3 separate regions of the Mus musculus genome follow, and all the other regions are linked to region 3. Evidence: chromatin contacts called from public HiChIP or PLAC-seq and promoter capture Hi-C data. All regions are on one chromosome and are shown on one strand. Each heading gives the region's core, a stretch centred on a gene start, on an enhancer-like site or on the middle of the called end of the contact. The rest is flanking DNA. Distances are from core to core; before and after follow the strand shown. Region 1 holds the start of Dynlt3 (dynein light chain Tctex-type 3). Region 2 has its middle 43 kb from the start of Gm26314. Region 3 holds the start of Mid1ip1 (Mid1 interacting protein 1 (gastrulation specific G12-like (zebrafish))).

Region 1 (2,800 bases), core at 272-2,771, 1.1 Mb before region 3:
AGAAATTTATGTTATTCTAATTATATAAATTGGTATATACTTTTTGGAGCAGCTTGTTAGAATCTTAGGTTAAGAAGGATTTTCAGTAGCATCTACGTGTCCTCTAGTGCAGAACTAGGTTATGTGATAAGCCTGAAATACAAGGCACGATGCTTTAGGTATCACCAAATGACTTCCAGGGAGGTATGCTGAGTGCACTGGGAAAGCAGCACAGCACTTCTGTGCTTTAAAAACCACTAGGGAACTTCAAACTACTTGAAACAAGTCAACTCCTGAGTTATGCTTTAAGTATAGATTTCCATATTTTAATTCTATTAATTATTCTATACAATTTCCCACCATTCTCCTAAAAAAAAAAAAAGGAACGAAAATCTAAATTGTTGGAGGCATTATGAAAAAAGGTCTCATAGTTTGGGCCTGTGATAAAATATCATTTTTACTTCAAAATCCCATCCAAAAATTGGCCTAAGAAATAAAAGATACACATTTCACCACAGTTTGGAAAGTCGCCTAATACTATGGACGCATCTCTGTCTCTTCTGGGCTCAGGGCGTCTCCTGTGCTAGCCAAGCACACTAGGACTATGTCTTCACTCCAATTTCTTTTGAAATTACATGTATTTAGGAAGTAGTGCAAAATAGATCCCATTGCACCTTTGCTAGGAGGTGCAGAACATCTCTGTCTACGCTGTCCTTGCAAACTCTTACAGGCTGTGCAACAATTCAACAGCCCTCATCCTCAAATTCCTTGAAATAAGGGCTTAAGTATGAAGCCAGAGACCTGGGTTCAAATGGAACACCTGTCATTCTTTTCACTTGGGGCCTATCACTTTGTCGCCATGAAAAGTCGGTTACCTTCTGTAACAGGAAACTAACCGACATCATGGAGTTCTGGTGAGGCTTAGGGAAACATGAATCAGTGAGCAAGGGCTCTTAATCCATAAAGCACTTCCTCTAGCCTTTCCTGGGAAGAATTCCCGGGACTAGAGCCACCTTGCAGCACCAGCACAAGGAGGCCCAAAGGGGTGGAGGAAGCAGAGAGAAGACGGGTTTCCCAGGCCCTGATCGCAAACGGGCGGGGCTCGCCCACGCCTGCCTGCCTATGTAACCCAAATTCTGGCCTTCCCTACAACCTCTCGGCCCTTGCAGACCCTGACGACTGCCCCCAAGCGCTTTTGCTCACTAAGGCCAGAGCGACGATCTGCCCACCCTAAGGATCTCAGGGGCGGGGGAGGGGCGGGGAGAGCGAGAAGCCTAAGGGCAAGAAGGATCCAGGCCGCACGGAGCAGACCCAGGCTAAAGAGAAGCTGCATCTTAACTCTCCCAGAACTAAGAGACCACCCCGCAGTGTCCCCACAGCCAGTCAGAGAGAGCTGAGGGGCTTTTCCTGGCGCCAGAGGGGCGGTACCTCATCGCAGGGCCGTTGGTACCCCTCCATGGTGGCTTTCTGAGTCCTGGGGGCGGAGCAAGCCTTCTGTCCAGGTCCTCAGCTGCGCACTGGCCTCTGGGGAGGCCCCGCCTCCACTCCAGACCCAGGGCGTTTACGCAGGCCCTGCTTTTCTGACGCAAACAGCAGGGAGGGCGGGGTTAAAAGAGCAGGGAGGGCGGGGTTAAAGGACAGGGAGGAGGGGCTCTGTTTGAGTTGAGCCCTTTAGCGGGGCTAAGGGTACCCCTGCTAGGTTTTAAGTGCACTTAAGACCAGGCTAGTCTTCTGAAAATAAGGGACACACGTTAAGACCTCAAAGAGCTTCCATGGGGAAAGTTAGCTAGCACAGGTGATTTTGGGCTTCCTGCAGTGGCCATGTGCACAAAATTCGTTCATCCACAGTTATCCAGCAAGCGAGTGTAGCAGCTGAGCAAGGAACTTCGATTTCTCTCCGTACTAGTTACTGACTTTGAAAAATATACACCCGCCCCCCCCACACACACACACACAAGATTCAGTTTTCCCATAACATAAATCCCTCTATTTGGAGACTCGTTATAAGGATCAAATAAGATACAGTACACACAACTCCTAAAGTTGATGTCCCTCTTCAACTTGTAGTAACTACCTATATTCCTACAGCTTCAAAGCCACCACCACCTCTCCTGTATTAGCTCTAACCACATGTACAAAATGTTTTTTGCCATGCAAGGTAGGGCATTGCCGTGTACTGGGATTCAAATGTGGATATGTCTGGTGATGGTGGTGGGGATATTCAGCCCAACACAATGACTTCTATTTTGTTCCCCACTATCAAAGTCAGAAGGTTCCTTAGTTTTCTAATCCCTTTCTATTACTTTAAAAGTAGAACAGGAATTAAGAGACATGAAGTAACTTGAAGCCTATATAGACAGTAACTAAATCCTCAGGTCCCCCAATTCACCACTCTCAATTTGTGACTATTGAATCAACCTTGATACTGTGATTTTTGCAGTACTGGCTCTTCTATTATGGGTCATTGCAAAAAGCAAAGTGATTGGGGCTGGGGAGATGGCTAAGAAGTTAGCACTCACTACTCTTGCAGAGGACCTAGGTTTGGTACTCAGTACCCATGTATTGCCTATAGGCTGTCTGTATCTCTGGTTCAAGGGGGCCCAACCCCTTTTTCTGGCCTCTTCAGGCTCTAAGCACATATGATGCACATACATTCAAGGAAACACTCCATACATTCCATACGCAAACTTCAATGATCTTTCAACTGGAAAAATACCAAATAGTTTTGAGAATTTACTTTAAATCATTGTAATTTTATTAATATGTTCCTTTGGCTACAAGTAACAAAAGACCCAAGTAGGAGGAACTGAAATAATGATGT
Region 2 (2,855 bases), core at 268-2,767, 1.1 Mb after region 3:
CAGAGAGAGAGAGAGAGAGAGAGAGTCACCAACTCATGCACGTGCATGCTGCGTACACACAGCCATTTTGGACATCATTAATAATTTATTTTTGTAGATGCCTGTACTGTACGAATATTAAAGCATTATCTCACTGTTTTAATCACAACTGCTTTGGGATGGCCTTGTTCGTCCTGGTAATGAAGCCAGGCTCAGCGGTCGGACCTGCAAGAGCTGGTACAGCTGCTAGGTAGTTCTTAACCTTTGGGGCTGCCTCAGATCCCCTTTAAGAATCCTCCTTTTGGAAAATTGTGTACCTACTCAGAATTTTGATGCTACTTCCAGGGGTTGCAGCTCCCTACTTCAGGGTCTTGCACAGTTCTAACACATATACACACACCACCACCACCACCTCCACCAATGAGAAGCCAAACTAATGTTTGAGAAGCCGGTGGGGTAGAAGACACCATAGCAAGACCGAGAAGTCTCCTAGACCACAACGGGACGGGCACAGAAAGGGTTAAAGGGGTGTAAGGGTTTGTTTTTCACCTCTGAGAGTTGTTATGGGTCATTAAGAACACACACAAGGCCCAGTGAACATTCCATTCGATAGGCCTGCCTCCAGCACAGAGCCCTGCTTCTCCACAAGATAAGTCCTGTATGTGAAGATTGGTCCAGCTGCCCAGAAAGGGTGGATGGAAAATCACCCCAGATAAGGCAATTGCTACTGCAAGAACCGTACCTCTGGAGGGGATTGTCCAAGAGGCAGCCTAAGGAGCTGCTGCTCTAGGCAGTTTTGGAGGAGGAACATGTCCCCTCCGGGCGCAGCCTCTTGCCTGGGCTGTTCTGAGGAGTCAGGTCCCTGCAGTTCTGGGGTGGGCCCCCCTCGAAAATGCCTCAGCTACCTTCTGCTAGAGCCACATAATGCTTACTCCCTCTTCCCCCAACAGACACATCCACCAGGGCCTTAGGGCACCCTAGTCCTGGTGCACCACCCAGGTGGTACCTGTCTCTGTGCAGGTGAGGGGAAAGGCCTGAGGAAAACACCATTACTGATAAGTAACAGCTCCTTTCAGGTTTAACGACACGTTGCATCCATCCTAAAGCTCTCAAAGGGGGGGGGGGCAGCCTTCTCGAGGTACAGCGCCTCGCGCCTGTAAATAGAAACGGCAGGCTGGTGCGCGCGGGGGCGGGACGGCGCAGCGCTAGGGTGTAAATTAACTGGGGGCAACAGAGTAAATACATTACACATGGTATTTATTATGCGTCCGGACCTCGGAGGGGTTCTCCGACTTCTGGACACAGCAAATCTTGTCCCGGACGCCGCAGGCCTTGCGGTGGAAACCGCTGGCGAGGGCAGCCGGGGACTGCGGGGGACTGGGGAAGGAGGGGGGTGACAGCTCTGCGTTGTCTGCCGATCGGAACCCCCCTTCCGGCGACTGCAGCGGGAAAAGGGCTCGGGCTCTGATAGTTGTGGCACCGAGAGCTGCCGGGGCTCCAGGCCAGTCAGGGAGGGCTGCGGGGTGGGGACGGGCGACGCGCCGGGCCCCTTAGCATTCCGCCAGCGCGCCCGCCATCGCCGCGTGCGCCCCCGCGCCCCGCTGTAATTACCCCGATTACCAAATGAATCTGGCGCTTTTGTGCTCGCCAGGCGGTGGGTGCGGGGAGGCAGTTCTAATAGTTGTCATTAGGGCCGCGGAAGGCGGGGCGCCGGGGGAGGGGGGTGGGGAGCGCGGGCGGGGGAGGCCGCCGCTCCCTCGCTGGCTGGCTCGCTCGCGGGCGGTCCCGGGCGGCGCGCAGGCCGCTGCTGGCTGCTGAGTAATGATTTTTTTTTTCTAATTGGAGGCGAACAGCGGCCCTAATGGATGGAGCCGCTCTCGGCGCGCTCGCTGCGCCCGCCCCTCGATCGATACGGCTTGCTAACACCGCGGGCCTGAGCTCCCCGGCCCTTTGTGGTCCGAGATGCTGCAGGGGCCCCCCAATCTCCCGCCCCCTCACCTTGAGCCGCCTCGGCCTTGCTCCCTGTCTCGAAACTAACTCCCCAAATGCCCTCACCCACCACCCGCCACCTCTGAACATTCCATTCCCTTGCCCCTTCCGGGACCCGGAGCCCCAGCTCCCCTCTCCATGCACTCTTCTGCCTTTCTTCAATCGCCACTTGAGTGTCCTCCACCTTCCTGGACACTATCCTCTTCTGCCCTCCCATGCGCCTGCCAGCTTAGCAGCCAGGGAGGACTAGAGGGATAATGTAGGGAGCCTACTGGCCCTAGATTACCACCCCCTTCATCCCCTCTTGGTCACCACACCTCCACCTCCAGTCCTAGACCTGGAGGAAAGCCAGAAACAGAGCTGCCTCTGAGTGCTTGGGCAGACTGGTCCAGGAAGAGTTTCCTTGAGTCCAATCACATCCCCAAGTTCTTTCCTTCCTGGGCCCTCTCGGGCACCAAAACTCAAACCCACTCTAATTCGAACCCTTCAGCTTTGTGGAGGGGCAGAGGCCAGACAGGTCTTTGGGAGGTGAAGGATCAAACAAACTTGTGGTTTTGCAGGTCCTGTTCCCATACTGACACTAACAAGCTGGTGACCTTGGCCAAGGACTCAGCCTGGGAAACAAGCCTTCTATTCTACACCTAGCAGAAGCTCACCCAGACCCACAAGCTAGATCCCTGGGGTACAGTTTTAATAGCTAAGCCTGCTTACTCTTCCCAGCAGTTTACAGACCTTTCCAGATACGGACAGCGGGGGGGCGGGGGGGGGGTGGCGTGGCGGGGAGGGGATCCCTCCATCACTTCTTCACCCATTCATTCACACCAGTTACTTCCTGGCACAATAAGCACTTACTTGATTGTGTATTGCCAGTCTTCTCCCTGATACTA
Region 3 (2,700 bases), core at 144-2,643:
ACTGATCTCCTTAGCTCCACGGGGCAGATAACAAACATTATTTCATGTTTAAAAGAACATGGGACACTGAATCAGAAGGATGAGTAGCTGTCGTTCCAAATCAAGCTGGCTGGCTGGCTGGGACTGTGTCTCCATACATACATACATACATACATACATACATACATACATACATACATAAGAAAGCATTGGAAGCATGGGTTATGATCTAGAACCAGTAAACCAGAGGGAGATGGAGATTTGCCAGTCTGGGTTCTAGAGTTACCAATGACTTTTCTGTCTGTTATCAGCTCTTGTTCCCTTCAAAATTGAAAAGAGACATGATTTTCGGTAGACAGTACCAGTCCTTCAAGAAAAAACAAACAAACAAACAAACCCACATGCATAAGTGTCTCTCCTTGTTTGGGGCGCTTTTTTGTCTTGCAGGGGAATGCCATACTAAAACTTCCCCCCGAAGACTTTAGTGGGAAGAAATTTAAAATTAGAAGCCTGAGTCATCTTATCTGGAGGAATGGAAGAGCTGACTGGAGGTTGAGGGATGTGGCAAAGGAAATGAGATGGGAAATGAGTATGGGCTCAGGGCTGGGAACCTGAAAGAGGAGTTTCAAGTGTAAAACTTGAAAGGTAGATCCAGGGCTATGGTACACAGCTTAGGCTTATTAAGTAACCCTTGCTTAAGAACTATCTTTTGAAAGGAGCACTTGACACACACTCCAGAAAGTTATTGGGTATACTCCCATTTTTTTTCTTTAAATGATAAGATATACCCAACACCAGTCCTAACTTCTGCCACCTTCTCCTAGTCTTTTTGATAGCCAAAAGGGCCACAAGGCCCAAGTTCACACTCCATTGCCATGCTCTTATCTCTTGGTGGGGGACACAAAACTATAGATCAGATGACCAGGGTGCTCTTCATACCTGGCAGCAGTAGTAGGAAAGACCCCGCCAGGAGGGAAGCAAATGCCTCAGTGTTCCCATCCCCCTGCAGCTGACCACGACCTGGGCCGTGGAGGGAGCACCCCATGTCCACGTGCATCCGGCATGTCCTGCTAACTCTTCTTACATAAGATTCCCAAGTATGGAGTCAGGGCAGCTGTGAATCCCTCTTACCCGACGTCTAATAATAAATCGAGGCTAAATTTCCGGACTGCAGTCACTCTAGGTTCAGGATTGAGGGGCTCTTTTGCAACCCGGACACACAAGCATTCCGGTCATCCCACCCGGAGAGTGCGCGCCAAGCCCGCCCAGCCCGCGCGCGCCAGTCCGCCCTCTGGTTTGGACGGCGGCTCCTTGGGCTCAGTGCCTCGCCCTCCCTCCCCCAAACAGCTTGTTCTGGGTTTGGTGCTGGGGTGCGGCCGCTCCATCCTCCCAGCCCTACCCTGCCTTGCCCTGCTGGGCCGCCCTGCCTTAGCCCGGGTATCAGGCGAGAGGCGGAGCCACCCGGCGTGCCCCGCCCCCGCGGTAGAAAGGGTTGGGCGAGTGTTACTCGCGGTCAGGGCTGGGACCTTTTATCTGTGCTGCTGGAGGAGGTAGGAGGAGGAGACATCAGGGGTGGTCCTGGGCGCCTGGGACACCTTTCCCGGACTATAAATTGAGCACCTGGAATGGGCAGGGGGCCGGAGCAACCACAGTCGCCCTTACTCACAGTCCGATCAGTGACCGCAGCAGCGCCCTTGGGCAGCCACCGTCCGCAACGCAAGCACTGAGAACCAGGGGATTTCGCAGTGCAAGAGGTGGGTGTCCCCGCCCTTTGGCAGCCCGGGCTAATATGGTTGCTTTCGCTTAGGTTTTAGAAGGGAGAAACCAGAGAGTCCGGGATGGGGGAGATTTTTTTCTCCTTTTTTTTCAAAGGTCTTCTGCTAGTATTGGAGGAGGTGATACCGGCTGGTCCCAAGGAACCACCCTTGTGCCTTCTCTGGCCAGCCTTGGTCAGGGTGGGAGCATCGCGCGGACCGGATGCCGGGCATCCTAACCGGGTGGGTAATTTGTTCTTTTCGTCTCTGTCTCCCAAGCAGAAAAAGGCTAGACCCAGCCACCCACCGTCAATCCTGAGCCAAAGATAAGAGCAGCCGGGCCTCACGAAGGGCTGAGCTGAGAAAGAAGCAAGTTAGAGAGGGCGGAGAAGGATCTGGGAATCCCGTCACACCGGCTTCAAGCAGGCTCCCGGCATCAGCCTCTGAGAGCGCTTGAAGGCGGCATCGCCAGCGGTCTATCTCCGTGTACCAGCGTCCCTGTGTTTCCGCGCCCGCTCGGCCACCATGATGCAAATCTGCGACACATATAACCAGAAGCACTCGCTCTTTAACGCCATGAATCGCTTCATTGGCGCGGTGAACAACATGGACCAGACGGTGATGGTGCCCAGTCTGCTGCGCGACGTACCCCTGTCCGAGCCGGAGATAGACGAGGTCAGCGTGGAGGTAGGCGGCAGTGGCGGCTGCCTGGAGGAGCGCACGACCCCGGCCCCAAGCCCGGGCAGCGCCAATGAAAGCTTTTTCGCGCCCTCCCGGGACATGTACAGCCACTACGTGCTGCTCAAGTCCATCCGCAATGATATCGAGTGGGGAGTCCTGCACCAGCCTTCGTCTCCGCCGGCCGGGAGCGAGGAGAGCACCTGGAAGCCCAAGGACATCCTGGTGGGCCTGAGTCACTTGGAGAGCGCGGATGCGGGCGAGGAAGATCTGGAGCAGCAGTTCCACT

What was found. Promoter capture Hi-C pulls out the DNA fragments that hold promoters and counts their contacts. HiChIP or PLAC-seq counts read pairs in DNA pulled down with a chosen protein or histone mark.
Region 1: a promoter capture Hi-C map of erythroid cells shows a contact between it and region 3, with 56 times the contacts expected there. The contact joins the promoter of Dynlt3 here to the promoter of Mid1ip1 in region 3. A contact is called at or near these places in 4 of 39 promoter capture datasets (cranial neural crest, embryonic stem cells, erythroid cells and 1 more) and 1 of 9 other capture datasets (adipose tissue).
Region 2: a contact with region 3 is called in an H3K4me3 HiChIP or PLAC-seq map of forebrain, with 8 times the contacts expected there. The contact joins the enhancer-like site here to the promoter of Mid1ip1 in region 3. A contact is called at or near these places in 8 of 39 promoter capture datasets (the 3T3-L1 cell line, 3T3-L1-derived adipocytes, the C10 cell line and 4 more), 2 of 484 Hi-C or Micro-C datasets (the N1E-115 cell line and uterus) and 5 of 115 datasets of contacts at active chromatin or transcription factors (astrocytes, embryonic forebrain, embryonic midbrain and 2 more).

What each region holds. Positions count from the first base shown.
Region 1 is chrX:9,661,462-9,664,261 of GRCm38.p6, forward strand. Dynlt3 (dynein light chain Tctex-type 3) reads right to left here and starts at 1,522. Exons shown (of 5, transcript NM_025975.5): 1 at 1,408-1,522. The coding sequence starts at 1,437.
Region 2 is chrX:11,805,929-11,808,783 of GRCm38.p6, forward strand. No RefSeq gene overlaps it. Among named protein-coding and RNA genes, the nearest start is that of Gm26314, 43 kb to the right of the region's middle. Within about 2 kb of position 1,518, at least 113 of the 459 cell types and tissues checked have an H3K27ac peak or open chromatin away from gene starts, as enhancers often do. A contact at or near this core is called in the N1E-115 cell line, forebrain and hippocampal neurons, where this site is marked.
Region 3 is chrX:10,715,972-10,718,671 of GRCm38.p6, forward strand. It overlaps Mid1ip1 (Mid1 interacting protein 1 (gastrulation specific G12-like (zebrafish))), which reads left to right and starts at 1,394. Exons shown (of 2, transcript NM_026524.4): 1 at 1,394-1,733; 2 at 2,016-2,700. The coding sequence starts at 2,259.